3 separate regions of the Mus musculus genome follow, and regions 1 and 2 are each linked to region 3. Evidence: chromatin contacts called from public HiChIP or PLAC-seq and promoter capture Hi-C data. All regions are on one chromosome and are shown on one strand. Each heading gives the region's core, a stretch centred on a gene start, on an enhancer-like site or on the middle of the called end of the contact. The rest is flanking DNA. Distances are from core to core; before and after follow the strand shown.

Region 1 (4,845 bases), core at 743-3,242, 250 kb before region 3:
GTGTATCAGGGCTGGGGGGAGTTAGGGGATTTGACTCATGGTAAAAAAAAAAAAAAAAAAAAAAAAAAAACCTTGCCTGGATATGCAAGGTCCTGGGTTTGATCCCTAGCACCATGAAAACAAGAAACAATTCGAAAGTTTCAATCATGAAAGTGTGAGGTTATACAACAAAAGGAATGCAGGGATGAGTTTTCCATGTGTCCAGTGTTTTACAAAAAGGAAAATGCTTTTACAACACTTCAATATATTAAATTTCTGCATATAGAGCCAGACTACAAAATTAGGACTCAACCAAAATTAAAGATGAAATGGAAAATATTTGTAAAGGTTTCACACCTACCTGAAAATAGATGATTCTGAGGCCTAGAGTGACTGTTTCTGAGCTGGGCAGGGTAGGTGTGGCTGAAATCACAGCACTTGGGAGGGAAGAACAGAACAATCAGAAGTTTGAGACCAGCCTTGGCTGCCTAAGACCTTGTTAACCCCTCAAAGAAGTTGTATTTATAAAACATGCATATTATGTGAGTCTTTTTAGTATTAATATAGAAATAAATGATGCCATGTCTACAAATGATACATAGTATTAATAATATTAAAGTAATAAAAACCAAGGTCATTATAAAAGCATCTCTAAAATGCTCAGTTTCTTCCTATGGCAGTTTCAGGATCTGCATCATCTGCCCCTACCCCCACTCCCACATAGCTGCGCTCAATGGTGTCTTAGCATCCTAAATAGGTCAGAGCTTGTTCTCACTTTGCTGCATGAGGATCCTACTGCAGGGAGATGAAATAACAGCTGAAGTGACACCTCAGCTGTCACCTCCCCCTGGGAAGCATGACTTCTTCCCAGGCCTGACAAACACCTCACCTTTGGTTTCTCAGAACCCGTGGGTGCACAGCTCTGCATCAACAAAAGAAGGAAAAGAAAATCAGATTCTAGTATTTCCATGGGAGCCGACCAGCTTGCCCAAAAGACTACTCTGTTTGGAAAAGCTTTTAAAGACCTGCTCTATACCACAAAGTCATGAGCTGCCTGGCTCCCGATAGCCTGCGACCTGCATCTGTTCATTATACGTGGTCCCAACACAATACTCATCTCATGGAAAGAAACAGAATATGAATGGAAATGGGAGTGTGCTTCTGTTTATTTCTTATTCAAAGAGTCCCAGCATCAGAAAACACTTTTCTGACCTCAGCATCCTGTTATTCCAGCTTAGCACACTTCACCTTTGTGAAGTCACCCTTCACTGTGTTTGTTCCTCTTCCTTAGTGACTTATTACCCACTCTCCGGATGCTCCACCTGACCAAGGGATCAAGGCTGTTTTCTCTGTATGAAGTAAGACTGTTAAAAATTCCTACGGCTCCGTTTTTTTTTTTTTTTTTTTCTGGGAGGGGGGCTATAAAGAGTATATGCAAATCAGTTAGCACAATGTCTAATATTAGGAAGTGACAAGTGAATGTGTTAAAAACAATGACAGGCCAGTCAGGCACAGTCATTTGCAGAGATGCTATTGCCCCCGTGGAGACAGGAATACAAAAGAGGGAGTTTGCAGCATGATGCTTTGAGTCATCTCAAAGGGCACACTTGCAGCCTTAGGAACCCATTCTCCTGCTGTCACACTCCAGTGATGTTCTGTCTTTCCTGATTCAGCCACTCATCCCCTGTCACAGCACTAACCCACACAGGGAAAGAAAAGGAGAGAGGGAGGGAGGGAGGGAGGGAGGGAGGGAGAGAGAGAGAGAATAAAAGATGAATCAACATACGAATGAAAACTCTGTCCCTATTTGGAAAAGTTTGTCCTTGAAGCTTTTCTCTAAATAGTTATCTCTTAAGTTCTTAGCATTTTAGAATCTTTAAACACTATCCTGGCATCTTCTCCTGATATTTGGTATTAAGACACCAGTGCTAAAACATAATCAGTTCTGCCCAGCATGCAGAAAAGAGAAGGGTCAAGAGTTCTGAGTCCAGGGCAGGAAGAAAAGCAGGGCTGTGTGATTCAGAGCAAAGGGGAAACAATAACTCAGAAGCCTTGGCTAGCGGCCAAGGCTGCTTAGTGATAATCCAGATGGACTCCGGGCTCCCACAACTGCTTATCCCACCCGCTTCTAACCCTCTTCACTCAGCACATTTTTTTCCCTTGTTAAAGGCCACTCTTCTTGAAAATGGGATCTTTACCTTCTTTAAACTTACAGGAGTTCCTGGAAGTTTCCTAGTTAACCTTTGGAGGGAAAAGTATCTAGATTGCAACAATGTGGCCTTTCTAACCCTTGGCATCTGTTCAAATCTCCTTAGGGTAACTGAGAGGATCACATAGATGCAGGGATGTGTATAGATGCAGGGATGTGTAGCCACTGTAGGTTCAACAAAGGAGTGATATTTGAGCTATAGAGTCTAAACAAAGAAAGGAGGTATTATGTAAAAAGACACAAAGTTACTACATTTGGCAGTGGTGAGGAGAGGTGAGATAAGGTCTTACTCTGTAGCCCAGGCTGGTCTGGAACTCATTATGTAGCCCAAACTAGCCATCCTCCTGCCTCAGCTTCCAGAGTACAGTGATTACACGTGAAAGCCACCTTGCACATCTGGCTTTTGAATTATTTCAATTTAAGATGAAACAAGGAGAGTAACAACACTGATCCAGACATTCTATGGCCCTTTTCTCAATCCTGAGATGCATTCGAATGCTTTTGGTTGGAAGCGTAATTCCCCTGGGAACCTTTCCGGTTTTTTCTGGTATTTAAAGTTGTGAGACTGAATGAAATGTGAGACTGAAACATGGCTGTCGCTAGGGAGGCTCGCCCAAGCGCATGGAACTTGCTATAGCAACGACTTATGTATCTGGAAGCACCTGCAGTCGTGCTGTGTGGTCTGGCTTGTGAGAATCTTTCAGATCCTCAAATCACAGCATCCTGAGGAAAGTGTCAAATATTATCTTATTGCCTTTAAAATATATTTTACATTTATTTATTTACACTTACTTTGTGCTAGGGAAGTTATGTATATGTCGCTGCGAGGTCAGAGGACACGTTTGGGGAGTCAGTCCTCTCCTTCAACCACGTGGGTTACAAGAATTTAAAGAATTATTTATTTATTTATTTATGTAGATGAGTACACGGTAGCTGTACAGATGGTTGTGAGCCTTCATGTGGTTGTTGGGAATTGAATTTTTTAGGACTTCTGCTCCCTCCACCGGTCGGCCCCGCTAGTTCTAGTCCAAAGATTTATTTATTATTATACATAAGTACACTGTAGTTGTCTTCTGATGCACCAGAAGAGGGCATCAATCTCATTATGGGTGGTTGGGAGCCACCATGTGGTTGCTGGGATTTGAACTTAGGACCTTTGGAAGAGCAGTCAGTGCTCCTACCCACTGAGCCATCTCTCCAGCCCTGGATTACAAGAATTGAACTGAAGTCCTCAGGCTTGGAAGCAAGTGCCTTACCCACTGAGCAGTCCCCTTCTATAGATAAGAAATGTGAGGTTACACCCTTGCCTAATTTTAAATAAGTCATTCAAACTTTTAGCTGGGCATGGGATGCCTCCTTATAATCTCGGCATACAAGAAGCTGAGTCAGAAGAACTGAGAGTTCAAAGCCAGCTTGAGCTACATGGGTGGTGGGGGGGGGTTGGCGTGTCAGTTTTTTTCTTTAGTATTACAGCATGACTTCCAGTATAAAAGTAAGCTTTCTTTAATATAGAGAAATATTAGAAAATATAATTTTATTTTTCTTGTCTCATGGGTTGCTATTGTCTGTTTTTTTTTGAGACAAGTCCTAAGTATGTAGCCCTGGCTGGCCTAGAACTGGCTATATAGATCAAGCTGGCCTCAAACTCACAGAGACCTGCCTCCCTCTGCACTTTCCAAGTGCTGGGACTAAAGGTGCGGGCCTTTATTTGTTTGTTTTTTCCATTTAACAAAGATCTGGTGACTACTCATTGAACACGTACCATGAACAAGACATTGTTCTAAATCTTAGGGTTACCAACTATTGTACAGCTTACATCAGAATAAGAAGAGACAGGAAAGACATGAAGGCCAATGGGCAGCATGCAAGAGAACGCACACTAAAACAAACCCTGCACTCATGGTCTCTCTGCAGTCAGCACCTGTTAGGAGGCTGATCGCTCCCTGAAGTAATTTGTTCTCCTTTGGTGCTAGAGAGAGGGCTCAGTGGACAAGAGGACCTGAGTTGGGTTCCCAACATTCATGTCAAGTGCCTCACAGCTCCAGGGAACTCCAGAGAATCCAATGCCTGAATTTGGCCTCTGAAGTTACCTGCATTTACATACATATACACATACATACGTATGTACATGCATACATACACACATGCATGCATACATACATTCACATATACACACACAAGTAACTCAAAGTTAGCAAATCACTCTAGAGTGTTTTCTTCACTCTGCAACCGTGGCTACCTCAGTTCTCTTTCAGTCTACTTCTGCGTTACTGCTTTGCTCCCTCTCTAATCTCTAAATGCTGATCTCTTGCCAAGTACCACCCTGGGACTCCCAGCTTGGTTCTCTCCTCTGCCTTTGTGTTCCATTCAGTCTCGTAGCCTTTAAAATATACTGTTTTCTTGAGTTGGGGGTTCATGTGCACACCCGGCATGCAGAGAGAGGCCATGATCCATCTTTCTGTGGTTCCAGGGATGGACCTTGGATCATTAGCCTTGTACCTTGTATAGCAAGTACCGTAATCTGATGGGTTCTCCTGCTGGCCCAGAGTCCCAGAGCTTCTTTTTTTTTTTTTTTAAAGATTTATTTATTTATTATATGTAAGTACACTGTAGCTGTCTTCAGACACACCAGAAGAGGGCGTCAGATCTTGTTACGG
Region 2 (4,283 bases), core at 643-3,142, 160 kb before region 3:
CAGGTGCAGTGCCTCATGTTTATAATCCCAGCACCTGGGAAACTAAAAGCAGGAGATTTGTGAGTTTGAGGCCAGCCTGGGCCAGCCTAGGCTGCACAGTGAGACCCTGTCTCACTAACAGAACAATAGCCTTTTACTGCCAGACACACATCATGGGTTACCTACACCCTCAAGGGAAGAGCCTGTCCAAATGACCTCTCTACCCTGTGGCTGTAAGATCCCCAGGAGGCTGATGTTGCTGACAATACAATGGAACAGATGTGCAAACTCTTAAGAGAAGCCAGACTCTCTCGGAGACTGGTATGACCCAGAAGAACTCACATGGTGGTGTGTGGAACAGATGTGCAAACTGCTCAAGAGAAGCCAGACCCTCTCAGAGACCGGTATGACCCAGAAGAACTCACATGGTAGTGTGCAGTGTAAGTACATTTGTGACTGGCAATAAAATCTGGAGAATTTCAAAGTCCAAAAGGGCTTGCTCCTGGACCTCCTGAGGTGCTCCACTCCTTAGCTGGGAAAGCAGTTGCCTTCTGCAAGCATCTGGAGAGGAACAGAAAGGATAATGATGCTGAATTCTATTTGATTCAGACAGAGAACCAAATTTACCAATTGGCTCCTTCACTGTAAGACTCAGAGGTGGGGGTGCATGCCTTTAATCCCAGCACTCAAGAGGCAGAGAGAGGCAGGTAGACCTCTGAGTCTGAGCACAGCTAGGTCTACACAGAGAAAGAAAAAGAAAGAAAGAAAGAAACAAACAAACAAACAAACAAACAACTCTCCCTCTGTATCCTTCCCCATCCCAGTTAAGAATGAGAGCATGTGTTGGGGATATAAGTTCAAACTAAGGTTGGGGAGCTGGAGAGATGGCTCAGTGGTTAAGAGCACTGACTGTTCTTCCGAAGGTCCTGTGTTCAAATTCCAGCAACCACATGGTGGCTCACAACCATCCATAATGACATCTGATGCCCTCTACTGGTGTGTCTGAAGACAGTTACAGTGTACTTACATATAAATAATAAATAAATAAATAAATAAATAAATAAACCAACTAAGGTTGGACAAGGTGACACACACCTTTAGTTCTAGCACTCCAGAGGCAGAGGTAGGCAGAGCTCTGTGAATTTGAGTTCTGCCAGATTTGCATAGAGTTTGGGGCCAGGCTATACACTCTGTCTCAAAAACAAGCATACAGAAAGAATGAAAGGCGAATACTTCAAGACCCACGAAATGATACAGCTCCCACAATTCCAGCTTGGTAAGGCTCCATGTTCTAGCTACTGGTCAGACTGAACTGCAGGGCTGATTAATTGGCATCCTTTCCAGTACAGCAGGCAGCCACCAGCAGCTCCCTGGTGGAACCATGCTCATTGTAGCGCTGTACTGAGTCAGTCAACCAAATTATGGACCACCTACTATGTGCAAGGCACGTGGGGCATAGAGGTGACCAGAGGTGTCATTCTGTAAGCCATCTAGAGAGAGAAATGTGGGGGGGGGGGATGAGAGGGGAGAAGAGAAAGAAGGGGAGGAAGAAGGAGGGGAGAAAGGGGAAAGAAGGAACTAGAGGCTGGTGAAAAGACAAAAATAAACCCAGGTGAATAGATTAAAGTGTGGAGTGGTCACACAATGTCTCCTGAAGGATTTGACATTGGAGTCCGATTGTGAAAGACCTCAAGCAAGCTGGGTGTGTTGAAGGCACAGATTCAAGGTCTGCATGGCTGGGTGTTTCGGGCTTTGGTTCTGAGTATATATGGTCTTGAGGAGTTCGGTTTTGATGAAAGGAGTGATGAGCTCTTGTTTATGCTCTGAAAAGAGCACGTCAGGACTGTTAGGAATGTGCCGGAAGGAGCCTGACAGGAAGTGGAGAAACTGGCTGGTTAGACTACTACAGCTCAGGCTAGAGAAGCGGGTAGGTGCATGTCTAGCCTGCATAGGGCCTTTTGTGTTCCAACCCCAGCACTGGAAAGAAACAAAACCACAGAAACCCTAAAGAGCAGGGCTGGGGGTAAAGCTCGGTTGGTTGGAAACGGTGAAACTGTCCATTTCTGCAATCTGTGGGTCTTGCAAATGAGTCAGATGTGAGTGAGGGCTGGGTGACAGAAAAAACAACTGACATGTCACTAGATACCAAACCCAGTAAGCCCGGGAGGATGCCGATGCTGTTCAGTGACACACCTATTCATGTAGGCTTTTTCCTCTAGATAACCTCAGAGCATTCACAACTATCAGTTCTTGCTTGTGAGGCTCCAGTGGAATCTCAGAGGATGGACTGGACAGACTCACCTGGTAGTACACGGGGAGTAGAGAAAGGCTGGCCCCAATATGCAATTAAGTTCCAACATATGGATTTTTGTTCTACACACACACAGAGAATTAAGGCCTGGCATGGTGGCACTTGCCCATAATCCAAGCCTCAGCTACATAGTGACTTTAAGGCTAACCTGGGCTATGTGAATCCTGATGGACCATAAAATCAAAGGGATAAAGGAAGGAAGGACGCTGAGTTGGCAGTGGGCCTGCCTTGAGGGCTAATGTAAAGACTAACCCACAGGTCTATGGGGTGTGGCTATAGCCACAGGGCTGTGCACCCCACCAGTGACCGACAGCTCCACTGGACTCCATTGTGTCACCATCATTTTTGGAACCAGATGTTTGGAATCCAGTTCTCAAATGTGGGTGCTTTATTTCATTGGGCTTCACATTCGCCTTTGTGCTGGGTCACCTGGGGGCTTTGGAGAAAATGGACCCAAGTGGAATCAGATACTCAGAGGACACTTTAAAAGTAAGTCCTGCAACCAGGCAGCAGCTCACCTGATGTCTTCCACATTTCCACCCTTAGGCCCCTGCTGTCTCTCGTACGTTTTGCTTGGATGGACACAGAGAGTTCAGAAAACAGCAAGCCTGTCTGATCGAAGTAAGAAAATGGGACAAAGACACTTATCTCAGGCTGGGTTATGGGGTGTTTTGTTCCTATGTGTGAGGGGGCAGGTGGGTGCTGTGGGTGCTGGATATGAATGCAGGGTCTTGAATGTGCTAGGCAAGTGTTCTGTGAATGAACTATACTCTGGCCCTGCTTTGTTGTAGTCGCTCACTGTGTTGTTTTTCCTACCCCCTTCTCCGCTCTCCCTTCCTTCTCTCTTCCATTCTTCTCTCTCTTCTCTCTCTCCCTTTTCTTTTCACGACAGGGAGTCTATTATGTAGCCCTGGCTGTCCTAGAACTCTTCATGCAGATCAGGCTGGACTCAAACTTCCAGAGATTTGTTGGGATTGAAGGCATCCACCCCCAGACACAGCTGTGGCGGCGGCATCTTCTTCTTCTTCTTCTTCTTCTTCTTCTTCTTCTTCTTCTTCTTCTTCTTCTTCTTCTTCTTCTTCTTCTTCTTCTTCTTCTTCTTCTTCTTCTTCTTCTTCCTCCTCCTCCTCCTCCTCCTCTTCTCCTCCTCCTCCTCCTCTTCCCTCCTCCTCTCTTCTTTTCCTTCTCCTTTTCTTCCTCCTTTCTCCTTCTTTTCCTCTCTCTCTCTCCCTTTTTCATCTTCTCCACCCCCTCTTCCCCCACACCCCATCCCAGACATCCTTTTGGGAGGCAGTAATCTCCTCCCACTGTGAATTCTGAGGACCAAGTCATTCCATCAGGCTTGTGCATCAAAGGCCTTCTACCCTCTGAGCCATCTCACTGACCGCATGTTTAATGCAGAAACTCACCTTTGAATTTTGTCTTGAATTTGTACCTTGTTTTACCAAACAGGATTTTCTGTACATTTATCCCAAGAAAGAAAAGCAGTGGTGAAAACCATAAGTTGCAGAGCAGGCACATCTGTCACTGGTGCTAAAGTGACAAGTGGAGAGACAGATGATCCTCAATTCTGACCGGGCTGTACAACCAAGAACTCTATAAGCTGCCAAGAGCACAGTAACACAGCTGTTAGGGGGTTAAGTTTGGTAGTTCCTTATAAATATAAAATTTCTCTTACCACGAGATCCTGAAATCTCATTCATAGAAATTCACCAAAGAAATTAAATATATATTTACAGAAAAGCAATACATAAATGTTTACACAGCTTTTTCATAACAGTTGAAAACTGGAAGCCTCACAAATGTCCACTCAGGGAGGGTATACTGTGGTATATCCATATGATGGCATGCTAGCCAGCAATAAAAAGGAAGTTATTAGTCCATGAATCTTTCAAGCATTATACTAGGCAAAAGAAAGCCAGCTGAGAAGGCTACATATGGAACCAGAGATGGAGGCTCATGCCTACAATCTCAACATTCTAGAGGCTAAGGC
Region 3 (4,518 bases), core at 1,496-3,995:
CTATAGTGAGACCCTGCCCCAGAAATAAATAGTCAAAATTTGACTTTTTTCCCCTTCTGTGTCACATTATGGTGACCTTTCTTTTCTAATAATTCAACAAAACCTCTTTAGGATAAAGGGTGATACATTTTCTGAAACTTCATGCCACTTAAAACTTTTCATCTACCAACTCACCAGTTTATTGTTAAAAAAAAAATCAGTCATGGGTGATGTTTTCGTTTTAAGAGGTAGAAGATCAAATTTAGGGCTGGAGCTGACAAGATGGCTCTTGTAGTACCTGCGTTCCATCCCCAGAACCCACAGGTTAAAGGAGGGGACTGACTAACAGGCTGTCCTGACTTCCACATAAATTTCATGCAGTCACACAAACACACACACAAATAGATATACTATATATGTATGCATGCACACACACACACACAAAGTAATTTTAAAAATAAAAAGAAGTAGAAAGTATTTACTAATTGGGTACAGTGGCACATGGACTTCAAAAGCAGAGGCAGGAGGAGGAGTTCTGTGACTTGGAGGTCAGCTTGGTCTATATAGTGAGTTCCAGGTCCAGCCAGGATTAAATAGAGACCTTGTTTCAAAAACAACAACAGAAAACAAATAAAAGCAAAGAAAGAAAAAAAAAAGTATTTACTATCAAAGTTCTGCAGGGCTCTTAAAAAACAACCCAATTATGTACCAAATAAATCATCTTAATACATGAATACACACCCAGCTCAGGTGCCAGTGAGATGACACAGCAGGCACAGTGCTTGCAGCACAAGGCTAACTCCATGGGCTGGATACTTGGGACCCATGAAAAGGTTGGAGACTACTGACCTCACAACATTGCCCTCTGACCTCCAAGGGTGCGAGGTCTCTCTCAGACACACACACCACACCATACAAACACACACTAATACTAAAAGCACAGCTCCAGTTTTCAGTTCAAACTGTTGGGAACTTTGTAGCTACCTGATTTAGGTAAGGAATGAAATTTGTGGACACAGTGTTGGTCAGTCAAGCTCCTCTCTTCGCACAGCTGATGGCCATTGCTCCAAAATTTGTAGCAGTCTTCGTGTAATTGCATGGCATATTTGTGAAAGGCTGGACCTCGAGCATGCTGACTGTATACCCGAAGAGCCTGAGCAAGCTGATTCTTATGGACTGTCATGGTGTAATTATGCGGCAAGTTTGACTGGTAGGCACTATGAGCCATGGGTAAAGCTTTTTGGCACCGGTTTTCCGAGAATTTTGTGTCTATATCCAAAAACCCTTCTAAGACTTTAATACTGCTTAAAATCTTAGATGTTAGCTCCCCAGTGGGGGAGCCCAAGTCCTCTTCCTTCCCATCGATAGCCACTTCATACAACTTTGCTGCTGCAGAGATCCACTTCTGGTAAGTGGGCAGTTCAAAATGGGAAGGCTGTGGGTTCCTGCCCACACTGTCATCAAAACCTTTTTTGCTTAGGACCAGCTCCACGTGCTGCCACAGGAATTCTCGAAGAGTGAAATCCACTAGCTGGCCTGAAGAACTCGAGGTGCTGCTATCAATGTGGAAGGAGAGCTGTTGGCGGCTGTGCTGTCTCATCGCTTGGTACCGCCTAGGTCCAGAAAGGGGTGCGGGCACCAACAACGATTCTGGGTCTTTCACGGTACAATGGCTCCTAAGCTGGTCCAGCAACATGCCAATTGGGTCCTCCTCCTGGCTTCCGGGGACTATGTACACAAAAGCTTGGTTGGCAGGTACCGTAAAGAGGCAGTTGATACTCTGATTAGTCAAGACTCGACTCTTGCGAAAGATTCTATAGATCTGGTCCTCCAGGGCATGCTGCAGCCTTCTTTTGGGAGAGTGCTTCTTGGGTTTATCTGGATGAGCTGTATCCTGGCTCCGAGGCGGTTCCACCTTAAGGGCCCCATTGAGTTGAAAGAGGAAGAGGAGTCTAGGTGGGCAAGGTCGGCAGTTTAACTTCCAGTCTTTGCCAACTGGGCAATCCTTAATGGCTGTTTTGAGGAGGGGTAGTACTTTCTGTCTCAGTCCATCCAGGGCTCTGAATACACGATCATAAGTGATGTCAAAGGAACACGTCGGATGGACCAGGAGCAAGATATGACAGACAGAGAAGAGGTAAAGGAGGCTGAGACACTGTAACTTCTCCTGATGCTTCCAGAACTCGTGTGTTTCTGCATGAGGTAAAGAGAGGCCCCCTCCGGCTTCACCGCTCTGGAGGGCCCGACAAGCACGCAGAAGCTGTGAGTTGTCACAGATGGAAGTGAGAATAAGATACAGAACTTTGCTTTCCTGATTGTAATAGGCCTGCAAAAGACTGAAGTCCTGGGGACCTGGCTCAGCTCGGTTACCTTCCGCCGTAGCCATACCTCCGCGAAGTGAATCCCCGGCTGCAGCCCCGGGGTCTCCGGCTCCTCCCGCCTCTCCGACAGAGACAGCTTTGGTCTTGATTCCAGTTCCTGGATCTCCAGGATCCTGATGGTGAAAGAGTGGGAAAACCTGTCGATCGCACACAGTATTCACCAGAGAGAACTTCTCGGAGTTGAGGCGCAGAGCCGTCTTGCCGAAGATTCCCACCACGCAGATCTCATCCTCCCTCCACGGGGGCTCGGGCGTGCCAGCCGCGTTTCCCCCGCCTTCAGCGGAGGGGCCTCCAGGACTCTCAGAGCCCAGCCAGGCCGACGCCCCCATGAGCAGCTCGCGCAAGCTGACCGGCCCCGCCATGGCGGAGAAAGAGCTTCCTCTAGCGTTCTTCCGGTCCCTCGCTGATCCCAACCCACCCGGTCCTATTGTGAAATCCCTCCTCCGCCTGTTAGTCCTTGAGTTCCGGGTGTCTGTCCCTCCCCCCAACACTCCCTTCCACCCCTTTGCCTTTTCGTGTCCCTTGCAAGGTCTTAGCGCTACGTTTACTCAACTCGAGTTTAAGATATCGAAAGCTAGATTGGTTGCCGTTTCAGTTTTAAAGAATACGCCAAAACCCACAACAGTTCCAACTGATTCTTCTAACAGCTCAGCGTGGGTGGTTGATCATACTCTCACCTTTTCTGAAGACTGAGGCAGGAGAATTTCTTAATTTCTTTTTCTTTCTTTCTTTCTTTCTTTCTTTCTTTCTTTCTTTCTTTCTTCCTTCCTCCTTCCTCCTTTCCTCCCTCCCTCTCCTCTCTCTCTCCCTCTCCTTCCTTCCTAACTTCCTTCCTTCCTTCCTTCCTTCCTTTCTTCCTTTCCTCCTTTCTCCCCCATGCCCCCATTCTACCTCTTAAATGCTGCGATTAAAAGCATGCACCACTACCACCCAGCAAGGAAGAAGGATTCTTGAGCACAGCAGCTGTGCTAGCCTGATAACATACCAAGACCCTGTCTCCATAAAGAAAAGAAAACAAAAAAGAAAGGACAGGAGGGAGGAGCGAGAGCACCAAACACATTGTTGCACTTCTGTGATTCCAACATTCAGATATTGCTCTTACAGAGAAAAGGAGCTCTTGTTTTGCAGCACCCATGGCCTGCAAAACACACACACACACACACACACACACACACACACACACACACACTCCAAAATTAATCTTTAAGAAATAGAAGACGTGGAGGTGGAGAGCTACGTGTCTAGTATGCAGGAAGTCCTGTGTTCTATCCTCAGCACCAGTATAAACTGGGTATAGTGGCCCATGCTGCAAACCCAGCACTTGGGAGGTGCCAGAATGATTAGAAGTTCAAGATCATCCTGAGCTATGTCTCAAATTCAATGCCAGTCTGAACTGTAAGAAAACTGTAAGTCGTGGTGGCACGCTCCTTTAATCCCAGCACTCCGGAGGCAGAGGCAGGCGGATTTCTGAGTTCAAGGCCAACCTGGTCTACAGGACAGCCAGAGCTACACAGAGAAACTCTGTCTCGAAAAACCAAAAAATAAAAAAATCTGTTTCAAAACAAAAAGATAAACATCAACAAAAGAATTGTAGAAAATTCTAGGGAGGCAGAGGCAGGTGGATCTCTGAACTGAATTTGAGGCCAGCCTGGCCAACAGACTGAGTTCCAGGACAGCCAAGGCTACCCAGAGGAACTCTGTCTCAAACAAACAAACAAACCAATTGTGGAAAATTAATCTAATAATTTAGCATAGTGGAAATATGAATAAGTGTGCGTGTGTGTTGCTGGGGATCTAATTCATGTCTTTGTGAATGCTAGGCAAGTGCTCTACCACTGACTACATTTGTAATAGATTCTTTCTTTCTCCTTCTCCCTCCCCAACCCATTGTAGGTTCAATTGCCCTGGAACTCTTGTCCCTCCTGATTGGTCTATCTTCACACCCCAAGTGCTGGCATTACAGATGTATACCATCCATGCTTTTCACTTCTTACAATACTTATGGTTTTAAGCTAGACATAGAAGTAGGTCACTTAAGCCGAGTATGGTGGCACATGCCTTTAATCTCAGCACTCGGGATGCAGAGGCAGGCGAATTTCTGAGTTTGAGGCTAGCCTAGTCTACAAAGTGAGTTCCAGGACAGTTACAGTGAAACCCT

Evidence for each region. Promoter capture Hi-C pulls out the DNA fragments that hold promoters and counts their contacts. HiChIP or PLAC-seq counts read pairs in DNA pulled down with a chosen protein or histone mark.
Region 1: a promoter capture Hi-C map of liver shows a contact between it and region 3, with 2.0 times the contacts expected there. The contact joins the enhancer-like site here to the promoter of Smg8 in region 3. A contact is called at or near these places in 9 of 39 promoter capture datasets (the C10 cell line, cranial neural crest, frontonasal cranial neural crest and 5 more), 2 of 484 Hi-C or Micro-C datasets (embryonic fibroblasts and embryonic stem cells), 4 of 115 datasets of contacts at active chromatin or transcription factors (bone marrow-derived macrophages, embryonic stem cells and pancreatic cancer cells) and 3 of 9 other capture datasets (adipose tissue, liver and macrophages).
Region 2: an H3K4me3 HiChIP or PLAC-seq map of bone marrow-derived macrophages shows a contact between it and region 3, with 2.7 times the contacts expected there. The contact joins the enhancer-like site here to the promoter of Smg8 in region 3. A contact is called at or near these places in 2 of 39 promoter capture datasets (macrophages and stem cell-derived epiblast-like cells), 1 of 484 Hi-C or Micro-C datasets (CD8 T cells), 2 of 115 datasets of contacts at active chromatin or transcription factors (the SCID.adh cell line and bone marrow-derived macrophages) and 2 of 9 other capture datasets (adipose tissue and liver).

What each region holds. Positions count from the first base shown.
Region 1 is chr11:86,838,684-86,843,528 of GRCm38.p6, forward strand. It overlaps Gm33742 (a long non-coding RNA gene), which reads right to left. Exons shown (of 5, transcript XR_001780285.2): 4 at 341-416. Among named protein-coding and RNA genes, the nearest start is that of Gm51288, 12 kb to the right of the region's middle. Within about 2 kb of position 1,993, at least 106 of the 459 cell types and tissues checked have an H3K27ac peak or open chromatin away from gene starts, as enhancers often do. A contact at or near this core is called in adipose tissue, bone marrow-derived macrophages, liver and 1 more, where this site is marked.
Region 2 is chr11:86,923,414-86,927,696 of GRCm38.p6, forward strand. No RefSeq gene overlaps it. Among named protein-coding and RNA genes, the nearest start is that of Gm33742, 57 kb to the left of the region's middle. Within about 2 kb of position 1,893, at least 45 of the 459 cell types and tissues checked have an H3K27ac peak or open chromatin away from gene starts, as enhancers often do. A contact at or near this core is called in CD8 T cells, the SCID.adh cell line, bone marrow-derived macrophages and 1 more, where this site is marked.
Region 3 is chr11:87,084,032-87,088,549 of GRCm38.p6, forward strand. Smg8 (smg-8 homolog, nonsense mediated mRNA decay factor (C. elegans)) reads right to left here and starts at 2,746. Exons shown (of 4, transcript NM_024262.1): 1 at 964-2,746. The coding sequence starts at 2,722.